Linked DNA regions of Macaca mulatta: region 2 is linked to region 1. Evidence: chromatin contacts called from public Hi-C data. All regions are on one chromosome and are shown on one strand. The core of a region is the stretch at or near the end of the contact, and the rest is flanking DNA. Distances in the headings are between cores, read along the strand shown.

Region 1 (6,010 bases), core at 1,040-3,539:
AGCCACCAGGCCCGGCCGAGACACTGTTTTAAATTTTATTGCAGAAAGGCTGGCCGTGGTGGCTCATGCCTGTAATCCTAGCACTTTGGGAGGCTGACGACGCCAGACTGCTTGAACTCAGGAGTTCGAGATCAGCCTAGGCAACATGGTGAAACCCCATCTCTACCAAAAAGACAAAAAATTAGCCAAGTGTGGTAGCATACACCTGTAGTGCCAGCTATTAGGGAGGCTGAGGCATGAGAATCACTTGAACCGGGAGGCAGAGTTTGCAGTGAGCCGAGATCGCGCCACTGCACTCCAGCCTGGGCAACAGAATGAGACTCTGTCTCAAAAAATATATATATAAAATAAAATAAATTGTATTGCAGAAAACTACAAACACATGCAAAAGAAAATCGTCATAACTCCTGTGGCATTCATCACCCAGCTTCAACCATTACTAACAATTGCCACTTGTGTTTCACCTGTCCTTGAATTTTTTTTCACGGAGAATTTACAAAGTGAATACCAGACATAGGGGCAATTTACTGTAAATACTTCCGTTTGCATCTCTAAAGGTTAGGACATTTTACCCACCAGCCGTTACTGCTCCCTACCAAAAGTATCGATAACTCCCAGTTTCCATCTAATACCCGGTTTATATTCCAATTTCCCCCACCTATCTCTCAAATGCCTCGTTTAAGCTGGTTTGTTGTGTCATGATCCAAATAAGTTCCACGCATTCAATTCAATGGCATCTTTTAAGCTCGTTTATTCTCTAATAGTTCAGTTCCACTTTCTTTTTTTTCCTCCAGGCTCCAATTAATTATATTATCATCATAATTATACTATTATCTTAATTACTGGTATTAATTGACAAGGTCATTTGTCCTGTACAACATCCCACATTTGGGGTTTATTTTTTTGCGTCTTTCTGCAAGGGGCATATTACCTGGCAAACAGTAGGTGTTAATCAGCATGGGTTGAATGGTTTCAATGGGAGAAAAGCAAAAGAATAAAAGTTTGGTCCTTTACTCAAATGGTCCTACTTTCACTAATGTAACAAGCAGGCAACACACCACTTGAGAAGCCACCAACTCGCGCCCTGGGATCCTGGGGAGGGCATGGGCTCTAAGTCTGGGATCCTGGGGAGAGCATGGGCTCCCCCGCGGGATCCCGGGAAGGGCACAGGATCGAGCCCTGGGATCCCGGGGAGGGCAGGGACTCTTAAGTCTGGGATCCTGGGGAGGGCACGGGCTCCAGTCCTCAGATCTTGGCAGTCAGAACTGCACTCCAGGCCACGCTGTGCTGAAGCGGGAGCCAGGCCCTATCTCCCACGGGAATCCCGCTTGGGGGCCGGCACCGGGACCATGAGAACACGCCGCCCCTGCTCTTCCAGCACCTCTGCTCTTGGGGGTATGCGCTACAGCAGCACGGACCTCGGTCAGGTTATGAAGACGTGTGCATTTATGAGCTTTAGTTGTGCCCCAATGTTTTCTATACGCTGTTCTTAGTCTGTTTTTCGTGTTTTGAGAAAACTGAAGATAACAGAAAGGTACAAAACACACGCCCATATGCCCATCATCCAGCATCAAAACCGCCAACATTTTGTCCCATTTGCTTCCTGGGTTTTGTTTCCCGTTTCACCAGAACTCACTGGTTGAGACGGAGACCCCAGCGCCTTCTCCTCTCCGCCTCGGGCGCCCGGAGAAGCAGGGTCGGGGTGGGGGCGCCTTCCCAAGCGGTTGCCTCCGCGGTTATTTCTCAAGCACCTGCGCCGCCGTTTGGGTGGCGCTCGCGCCGAGGCTTCAGTTTCATTTAGCAAACATGGAGTGCTCCGCGCCGATCTGGAGCCAGGGTGTGAGGGTGAACAGTGCTCCCCACGCTCGTTCCCAGAGCAAAGGGAGGCCCGGAGTGTCAGCGCACTGGCGGGTGCAGGCCGGGAAACGGGAAACTGGCACTGGGCTCCTACCCAAACCCCGGCTCCGAAGCCCCTGCCGGCTCGCAACGCGCACGCCCCAACCCGGGCTCTGGGCCCACCCCCTCACGCTGCCTCCTCATTGGCTCCTCCCGGCATCGCCACGCCTACTGGAGGCTCCTCCCAATGCTCACTTCACCTTTCACCTCTTCGCGGCCGCCGGTAAGCCTCAGGCCCCGCCCACCGAGGGGGTGGAAATGCTCTTCCGTGACCCACAATTATTGGTGACTATTGCCTGTCCATAACAGGAAAAGCGGTTACGGATTGGCTGAGGCGAAGTAGTAGGGCGGAAAAGTGGGTATAGCTGCCTGCACGCACGCTTGGTGCGTGCGCGGCGACGGCGGCGGCAGGCAGTGGCAATCATGGCGGCTCAGTGCGTGAGGCTGGCGCGGCGCAGTCTTCCGGCTTTGGCGTTGTCTCTCAGGTAAGGGGCACTTGGCCTCCCTCAGCTGAGGTGGGAGCGCGACCTCCCGCTCCGATGGGGACCTTTCCTGGCCCCGGGGCCTCCTCCCCGGCCCCGGAGCTGGGCATCCCCAGGCTCGCGGTTCCCCGCTGCGGGACGCGGATCGCCCCGCTGGGGCCTGCTCTGCGGCCAGGCTCTCCGTTCGGGGCTTTGGAGAGGCCGAGCATGGCCACCTGGGCGGGAAGGGTGGAGTGGGCGGGCGCCGTGTCAGGAGAGTACCGCAGCACTGGGGCGTCTGGCTCGGAAGGTACGGTGGTCCACGTGCGCGTGTGGTCCAGGGCCAGCGGCGACGCCTCGCGCGCGTTCACGACCTCGGCGCTCACGGGCGCAGAGGCAGCCGCAACTTGTGTGGTTGAAAAAGCGACCAAAGAAGCCCGAGACTTGTCCAAGGTCACGCAGCGAGGCCGAGCCCGGCCGGGTGTGCCCTAGGCAGGAGCTGTTACTCATTTCCGTGCGGCGGCTCGAGGCCGGGGCCACAGCGGTGATCGGGAAACTTCGTGTCGCAAGGTGCGTGTTGCCCGTTCACGGGCTTTTTCCACTCGGCCTCGAATTCCTTCACTCCACCTTCTCCAGCGTCTGAGATCAAAAGAGCAGTCGAGCCTGTGCCGCTGCTGGACGAAGAGTTTGTTGAGACAAGCGCACATTTCGGGCCTGAGGGCCACGAGAGTCAGTGCCCTTTTTTTTTTCAAACCTGCTGCTTCTGCTTTTTAAAAGTTCTACCTCAGAAGTTAGTATGGCAAGTACTTGCTGGAGGAGCTGCCTAGAACCAAGTTATTGATTAGAGAAGCCACTGAGGGCCAAATTGGCCAAAAGCTGGGCAGCGAGAAGCGGTTTTTCCCTGAAAGAGAGCAGGTAGGTGAGGTGAAGATCACTTTCAGTCGAGGTGATTAAGGGGTAAGTGCGAGCTTAATAAATTATATCTTAAAAACATAGGAGCCAAGAGCAGCGACCCACGTGGAATACTTGAGTAAAAAGAATTTGGTAAAGTAATTGGTGGTTTTGTATTGGAATTAATTGCCAGGAAAGCGACCACCGAGTCATCATCATTTCTGTCTCTAGAATGGTAGTTCTGTGGAAAGATGCTCAACTAGGGAAAGGGAGGAGAGCTGACTGGTAGTCATAGCTCTCAGAGTAGTTACTGGGCTTTCTGAGACTCAGTTTCCCTCTGCAGAACGAGATGGCCCTGGGTGTGGGTCCTGTTGCATTCCTGGCCACACTTTGTGTTGGCTGTGCTTTGGAAAGGGGTCAGTGCAGAGCTGACCTGCAGAAAGGCTGGTGGCTGTCACACCCCCAGGCAGAACAGCTGGAGAGGGAGGTGGGCTTCACAACAGTATACTCAGTTTTTATTTAAATTCTTAGTTTTTTAAATTCACAAGAGTAAAAATATAAAATGGTCATCGCTCTCCACCCCCATGGCAAGACTGTAAGATGCTTCCACTCCACTTCTTTCCACAGATCTGAGATAATAATAAGTACACAGGATTTCTAGTTTGTCTTTACAAAAATAGGATCCTGTTTTGTGTATTTTTCTGTAAGTTGCATTCCTTAACAGAACACCCAAAGTGTATCCAATAAATGGCAGTTTAACCCATTTTTAGGAGCTGCATAATATTCCAGATTGTGTTAGCAAGTTTATTCAACCATTTCCTCACTGGCAAATATTGTTTCCAACTTGTCGCTCTGCAGTGCTGCAATAAACAACCTTGACTGTAAGTTCTGTGTGCTGGCAGCCTTCCTATTCGTTGAAGCAGTTTTAATCTGGGAAGAAAATTTAATGTAGCTTATTCTCAGATTGGACTGGCCTAATTTAAAAAGAGGTCCTGGCCGGGTGTGGTGGCTCACACCTGTAATCCCAGCACTTTGGGAGGCTGAGGTGGGCAGATCACGAGGTCAGGAGATCATAGACCATCCTGGCTAACATGGTGAAACCCTGTCTCTACTAAAAAAAAATAATAATAAAATTAGCCAGGCGTGTTGGTGGATGCCTGTAGTCCCAGGTACTCCCAGTACTGGGGTGAGAGGGGTCTCGGGCTTGTGAACGTGGGGTTGAGGCGGGCAGATCACGAGGGGAGGAGATTGAGGTCATCCTGGCTAACACGGTGAAACCCCATCTCTACTAAAAATACATACACAAAATTAGCCGGGTATGGTGGCGGGCGCCTGTAGTCCCAACTACTCAGGAGGCTGAGGCAGGAGAATGGCGTGAACCCGGGAGGCGGAGCTTGCAGTGAGCCAAGATGGCACCACTGCACTCCAGCCTGGGCAACTGAGCGAGACTCTGTCTCAAAAAAAAAAGGTTCTCTGGTCCTGGTGAAGAAATCTAGGTTTTAAGACTTTATTTTATCATTCGTTAATGGCTTTGTGACCTGGGCTTATCACTTGGTCTTGGTCTAGTTCACCATACGTACCCCATGCTTTCCTGTCTTCATGCCTTTGTCCAAGCAGTTTATTCTTCCTGAAGCTGCATCTATCCCGTCATTCCACCTCTGATCCCTTTTGTGTAACTCTTAGACGGAATTTTCTTCTTGTTGCCCAGACTGGAGTGCAGTGACGAGATCTCGGCTCACCGCAACCTCCGCCTCCCGGGTTCAAGCGATTCTCCTGCATCAGCCTCCCAAGTAGCTGGGATTAGGGGCATGCACCACTATGCCCGGCTAATTTTGTATTTTTAGTAGAGACGGGGTTTCTCCATGTTGGTCAGGCTGGTCTCGAACTCCTGACCTCAGGTGATCCACCTGCTTTGGCCTCCCAAAGTGCTGGGATTACAGGCGTGAGCCACCGAGCCTGTCTTAATCACTTTTAAATCCCAAATTACAGTTCTTTGTGTTTAGATACCTTCTTTTTTGCAAGATCTCTGCTGGGTCTATCTTTGTTACCAGGATCAGCAATAGGCTGGCCTCACTCTAGTAGTAGCTATTCCATAAGTAGGTGGTTAGGTCTGGGCAGACTGTCTCAGTCACCTTAGAATGGAAAGAGAAGGAGGTTAGTACTATTGTGTACCAACTACTGTAACTTGGCACATTGACATGTAAGTTTAGGCATGTACTATAGAAGATCTTATAAAAATAAAAAAAGACAGGCACAGTGGCTCATGCCTGTAATCCCAGCACTCTGGGAGACTGAGGGGGGAGGATCACTTGAGCCCAGGAGTTCGGGGTTACAGTGAGTTATGATTGTACCACCGTACTCTAGCTTGGGTGACAGCGAGACCCTGTCTCTAAAAATACATAAGAGAGGCCAGGTGCGGGGGCTCACGCCTGTAATCCTAGCACTTTGGGAGGACAAGGCGGGCAGATCACTTAAGGTCAGGAGTACAAGACCAGCCTGGCCAACATAGTGAAACCCCATCTCTACTAAAAATACAAAAAATTAGCCGGGTGTGGTGACGAGCGACTGTAGTCCCAGCTACTCAGGCAGTTGAGATGGGAGTATCCCTTGAACCCAAGAGACGGAGGTTGCAGTCTGGATGACAGAGCAAGACTCTCTCCAAAAAAAAAAAAAAATATATATATATATATAGAGAGAGAGAGAGAGAGAGAGACAGCAACCCTGTCTCTAATATATATATATATATATGTTAGATCTAATAA
Region 2 (6,010 bases), core at 2,377-4,876, 160 kb after region 1:
GAAATCCACATAAAGTCCTTAAAATCGTGCCTGGCACAGGGTAAGCCTTAGAAAATGTTGGCTGGTGTTATTCTTTCCTGGACACGGATAGGGCCAGCCAACTCAGCCCCACTATTTTAGCAACCATTTGCATAAGCAAGGCCAGACACAGCCAGTCTGTGTCTACAAGGCCACAAAGTACAGCTTCTTCCTGTCACCAGACTCTCTCCTCACACCTGCTGTGTGATACTGACGGGGCTCTGGGCCTCAACTTCCCTATCTTTAAAATCAACTGACTAGTCAAGCAGACCAGTCCCTGTGAGCCTTCCAGATGGACAATCAAGAATTCTAAACCACCCGGGCCCAAGAAACTTTCTTTCTTTTTTTTTTTTGAGACGGAGTCTAGTTCTGTCACTAGGCTGGAGTGCAGTGGTACGATCTTGGCTCACTGCAACCTCCATCTCCTGGGTTCAAGTAATTCTCCTGCCTCAGCCTCCCGAGTAGCTAGGATTACAGGCACGCATTGCCACCACACCCAGCTAATTTTTGTATTTTTAGTATAGACGGGGTTTCACCATGTTGGCCAGGATGGTCTCAATCTCCTGACCTTGTGATCCACCCACCTCAGCCTCCCAAAGTGCTGGGATTACAGGCATTAGCCACTGCGCCCGGCCAAAACTTTATTTATACACAGTCCTAAAACACACGTTCAGCTGGTCATGGTGGTGTGTTCCTGTAACCACAGCTACTCGGGAGAATCGCTTGAGCCCAGGAGTTCAGATCCAGTCTGGACAACATAGCATGACTCCATCTCTAAAAAAAATTTTTTTTAAGTTAACAACACATACTCACTTTCCTAAAATCCTCTTGTATTCTCTATGTATTAATGTTTATACTGACAACAAATCTTTTCCAAGGTCTCAAAGACTCCCCAAGCCACCGCCGACCTGCAGGGCAGGCATCCTGTGCTGAGGCTAGGACTCAAGGTTAGAAGCTCTGACCAATGTGGGAGAGAGATTCAAACAAGCTGCTCTGACTCTGAGAGAGGCCTTCTACAGTGCACCAGCTAAGGAATCAACCCAGAGTAGAGGAGGGAAGGTGGAGGCATGAAAGACAGGAGTTCACTCACTAAACGGGGAGTGGGGTGGAGACAGCACACCCAATGCTGAGGAACTGCAGGGGCTAAAGGAATACAGGGGAACAGCAGAAGCCAGGCCAGGCAGAGCCCAGGCTGAATGTGAGAGGGTAGGCTGGGGGCAGACGGTGAAAACTCAGTTGTACAAACAGGAATCAAGCCCAGCTCAGTGCAAAGCGCTGGGACAGCGGAGGACACCAAGGTGAGCAGAGCCTGGCCCAGTAGCCTGCCTCACTTTGAATCCCATCTCTGCCTCTCCCCATCTGGGTGGCTCCAAGCCAGTTACTCTGTCTCCCTTAGTCTCAGCTGACACCCTTGATGTTTCCCAAAAGGTGTTTTCACCCAATGACCCTGAGCACCAAGTTCATGCCAGGTTCTCAGTAGGACTGGAGATCTCATTAGGATTGTGGAGCCCACAATCTCAAGGGGTCAAACACACAGCAAAGAAGCAGTAAGAGGGTTGGTCGGAGAGGGGAAGCCATACCCAAACTGAGATATGGCTTGGTACTGGCCAGATAAACTGGGCAACAGGAAGTGTTCTAAGACTGCTCTAAGGACTAGCCCAGTCCAGGCAAAGCGACTACCAGTTTCCAACAGGCAACCCACCTCTATAAAAGCCAGACAAGACAGTAACTAGGTGCTAACATCCTACAATACTGGGGGCAAGACAGTGAGCATTTTGTCCCCAAGACCCCACCACGACTACCCTCCTCAGCTAGCCTCACTGCGTGAAATAACCAAGGTGATGCCCCGGGGCCTCCAGTAGGGTCAAAAGGCACCGGTGCCCATAAAACCTTTCCAAGCAAAACTTCCAATTCCACGCTGGGGAAAACGGCGTCCTATGCAACTTTAAGACAGAAACGACCTCACGTGGCCTGGTCAGGCGCAGTCACTCCGGGACCCGCAGGGTCATTCCCCTATCCTCCTGACCAGCCGTTCCCATCAGGGCCGGGCCCCACAGCCTAGAGAGACTCCTGGCGGGAGGGGGCCAGGAGTCCCTGGACTCACTCCTCAAGGCAGCTACCCCGGCCCCGAGAGGGTCCCCAGGCCAGGGTCTCAGCCGCCCGGGAATGGGAGTCTCCGAGGCGGAGGCAGGGGGATTCCCTAGCCCAGGGACAGAGGGTTCGCGTGGGGTGGAGGTCCAAGGAGGTCTGGGCTCCGAGATGAAAGGGGATTCCGCGGATCAGGGACTCCAGGGGTAGAGGCGTCCGAGATGAAAGGGGGGTCAGGGGCTCCAAGGAGGAGGGTCCGCTGCCCTGGGGGCTGAGCGTCCGAGGTGGAAGGGGACTCCGGGGTCGGGGTCTGGCGCACCCAGCCGCCTCCTCTCAGGCCGGGAGCCTCGCGTCGGAGGAGGAAAACTTTTCGTCAAGTTCCGGGAAAGGAGCGGGACACAGCGCGCGCCTCCGCGAGGGCCGCCGAGTCCCGAGCGTCGCCCCAGCCCCGGAGGCCCCGCGACGGCACCCCGGGCGTCACGCACGCGCTGCCCTGGCGTGCAGAAGCCGCGGCCGCGCGGCGAGGGACACCCAGCAGGACCCGCGCCCGGCGACCCGCCTCGCCCCGGCCGCTCCCCGCCTCGGCCGGCGCTGCAGCAGGTGGCGGCCCCGCGCGCCCTGCCCTCCCTCGCGGCCCGCGGCCCGCGGCCCGTCCCCCGCGGGAGGCTCTCAGTACCGGAGTTAGCGCGGCTCCGACGCCATCCCCGGGACCCGCGGGCCCGCAGCCCAGACCCCGCAGGACCCGCAACTCGCGCTGCGAAGACGCCGGGCGCGCGGTAGGCAGCCGGTCCGGCCCGCAGGTGCGCGCGAGCAGCCCGCGGCGAACAGCGGCGCGCACCCTCGCTTCGCCCCGCCCCCTCGCCCGCCCCTGAACACGCCCCCACGCACTTGCGCCCCGCCCCTGCCGGCCCGCGCCCGCTCTTCCGCCCGTGCCGCCGCGTCTAGAGCTCGGCGCTCGCCCGACTGTCCCTCTTCCGGGGGCCGCCCGCCGCGGGCCTCCGGAGCGGCGTCGCCAGCCCTTTTTTCTCCCGAGAACCAACCGGAGTGGCGAGGGACTGCGTTGAGCGGGCCTTTGTGCCCGCAGAGCCCCCGCGGACATCCGACAGAGGCCCCCTTACCTGGTCGGCTGTACCCGCAGCCATCTTGGAAGTGGGAAGCGGCCGGGAGGGGGAAGGGGCTCGAGCGGGCAGGGCTCAGGCGTAGGGAGCCGAGCGGCGGAGCGCATCGATGGGGCGCCCCTGTCCCGGCCGGTGTGCCGGAGACAGCCCGGGCCCCGCCGCGGAAGGGAAGGTCTGCGTGACACCGGGGCTCAGGCCCCGCCGCAGTGGTCTTGGGAGCGGCGCCGTGGCGTCCTCCCAGCCGGCCTCAGTCTCAATCTATAAAGGGCTTTTCCGAACGTTCTCTCGTAATCGCGCTGTGACACAGTGCCTGGCGCTGTAATTCCCAAACTGGTCTGCACTTTAGCATTGCCTGCAGAGCTCTTAATATTCCGAAGCCCAGGCCGATTAAGTGACAGTCTCTGAAGATGAGATGGAAGCATCATCAGTTTAGGAAGCTGTGTAATGTGCACGCGGATTTGGAAGCCACTGGCCTGGCGTTATCTACATCTTTGGCTTCAACATTGCACAAACTCCAGAGACGGGATCTATGATCATAGCCATTGTACAAAGCGGGAAACGAACTCAGAGATGAAGCCCTTCGCCCAAGGACCCGGGTGGGTCAGTAGCTGAGAGGGGCAGAAACCGGGTTCCCTGCCCCAGGGCCCTCCACAAGTTGGTAGACAGAAGCCCCTGTTGACGGGCACTGGGTCTTCATTCCCCTTCTAGACTGTGGGTTCCATGAGGAAAGCCGGGATTATCTTGTTTACTGCTATTTTCCCTGGACCTGGCAAGTAGTAGGTATTTGACTGTTTATTGGGTTGTCCTTAGATTCTGGGGACTTGAGGGCAAGAGGAGAGACCCAGCGCTGGGAACCAGAAGGCCTGGATTTCCACTTGGCTTTGGCTCCTGCCAACCGGGAGCCCTGAGGGTTGTCATTGGCAGATAAATTACCAGAGAGGAAACCCGGGAGAGACTGACTACAGCCCAATCTAACGGAAGACTCAGCCATTCAGGTCAGGGGCAGGAGGAGTTTTCCCATTACAGGAAGCATCTGGAAGCATGAAATGGAAGATCTGTCTCTGCTGCGGTCTTTAGGGATGGGCTAGGGAACCCCGAACTTGGGTCTCCCCTCCAGCTCGTGGCTGTAAAAACCCTCACCATCTATGAGATATGACGCAGAAGCAAGAGGGATTTTTAAAGGCCATCTCTTGAAAGCAAACATTAACATCCCTCGCAGTGCTGCATCATAGAAGCTTTATAAATGCTTAAATTTCTGGGGGTTTTAAGTAAAAATAATACGAGGCCTCCTTCATACCTCTTAAAACAAGGCCTCCCCAGCTTTTTCTAAGTAAACCCTAGTGGAAAAGTACAGACTGCTTCAGTCGTGACTTAATTAGCAATTTAATGCGTTGGATTAATAGATCTGCTTGGGGCTCCCAAATCCCTTCCAGCCCTAATTCTGAGTCTTAGGGTCTAAAGCCCTACAATGACAAGGAACCATTGTTCTGTATCCAGAACCAAAGTCTGTGGTCCTGCAGATTTGCACCTGGCGCCCTCTGCCTGCCTTTTCCTCACTGGTCATCCTGCTGTGCCCACCCCTTCTCTCCCGGAGCCTGTCATCACCTGCACCTGCAGCGTGATTTGACCCACGCCTTACCTGTTGCCCTCAGCGCCCAGACATGTTCTAGACAAATCTTCATTGCAACTTGAGTCTGACAAAATTAAGAACACGGCGAACAGGATTTAGTCATGTGGCTGTGGGTGGCCACTTCACCTCTTAGCACCTCCCTCACCTTCATCTCTGATGTGCAGGTAATCCCGGGATCAGGGCAGTAAGCCCTGGATCTCAGCTCTGCTGGCTGCTAAACTGGTCCTTGGACGTCGACCCCCATCATAACTGGCTAGATGAAGCCATCTCATTCCGCATGCAGACTCTACCTGAGGTTACCAGAAGGATTATCTCCCCCAAGTAAAGCCATCGCTTAGTGTGGACAAAAGCCAGGCCTCTTAGCGCCCTCTCATCCGTTCCAGGCAAAGGACCTCCGCATGGGAGCCCCCGGGCTGGCTAACTCCTCAAGTCTCCAGGAAGCCTCCCCTGCTCCGCCCCAACCCTCCCATATGTACAAGAAACATGGCGTCTGCACCTCCCAAGTTGAGTTGTAGTGAGGTTTAAACAAGTCTAAATTAAATGACAGTATCTAGCATGTTTGGAGAACTCTTAGCACGCCCCCCCTCTCCTCAGACACCGCATTGAGGGACCTTTTCCAGCCTGACCTCGGAGCCTCCCAAAGCTTGCTAGGCAGGAGGGGCCAGCTCACCTTGGAGTTGGGGAGGGGAATGCCTTTCCCAGTGTCCATGGAAGACAGCCGTGAGCACCCACTCGGTGTCCGCTCGTGCTGGGTGCTAGGGACACCAGGGTGACCCACAGCCCACAACTGCTGTTTTAGGGCTTCCAGGACAGACAGACAGGTGGTATCTTGAAAATGCAGCCTTGGCCTAGCACTGTGGCTCATGCCTGTAATCCCAGCACTTTGGGAGGCCAGGGTGGGCAGATGTCTTGAGTCCAGGAGTTCAAGACCAGCCTGGGTGACATGGCAAAACCCCCCATCTACCAAAAAATAAAAATAAAAAATAAAAAAATTAGCTGGCCTTGGTGGCACACACCTGTAGTCCCAGCTACTTGGGAGACTGAGGCAGGAGGATCGCTTGAGCTGAGGAGGCGGAGGTTGCAGGGAGCCAAGATCACACCACTGCACTCCAGCTTGGGTGACAGAGCGAGACCCTGTCTCAAAAAAAAAAAAAAA

Evidence for each region. A called contact is a pair of places that touch in the nucleus more often than the background predicts.
Region 2: a contact with region 1 is called in a Hi-C map of cortical neurons, with 2.2 times the contacts expected there. The contact joins the promoter of TBC1D14 here to the promoter of GRPEL1 in region 1. A contact is called at or near these places in 3 of 14 Hi-C or Micro-C datasets (blood, cortical neurons and liver).

What each region holds. Positions count from the first base shown.
Region 1 is chr5:5,966,880-5,972,889 of T2T-MMU8v2.0, forward strand. It overlaps GRPEL1 (GrpE like 1, mitochondrial), which reads left to right and starts at 2,290. Exons shown (of 4, transcript NM_001261551.1): 1 at 2,290-2,381. The coding sequence starts at 2,320.
Region 2 is chr5:6,123,952-6,129,961 of T2T-MMU8v2.0, forward strand. It overlaps TBC1D14 (TBC1 domain family member 14), which reads right to left and starts at 3,627. Exons shown (of 13, transcript XM_078003141.1): 1 at 3,225-3,627.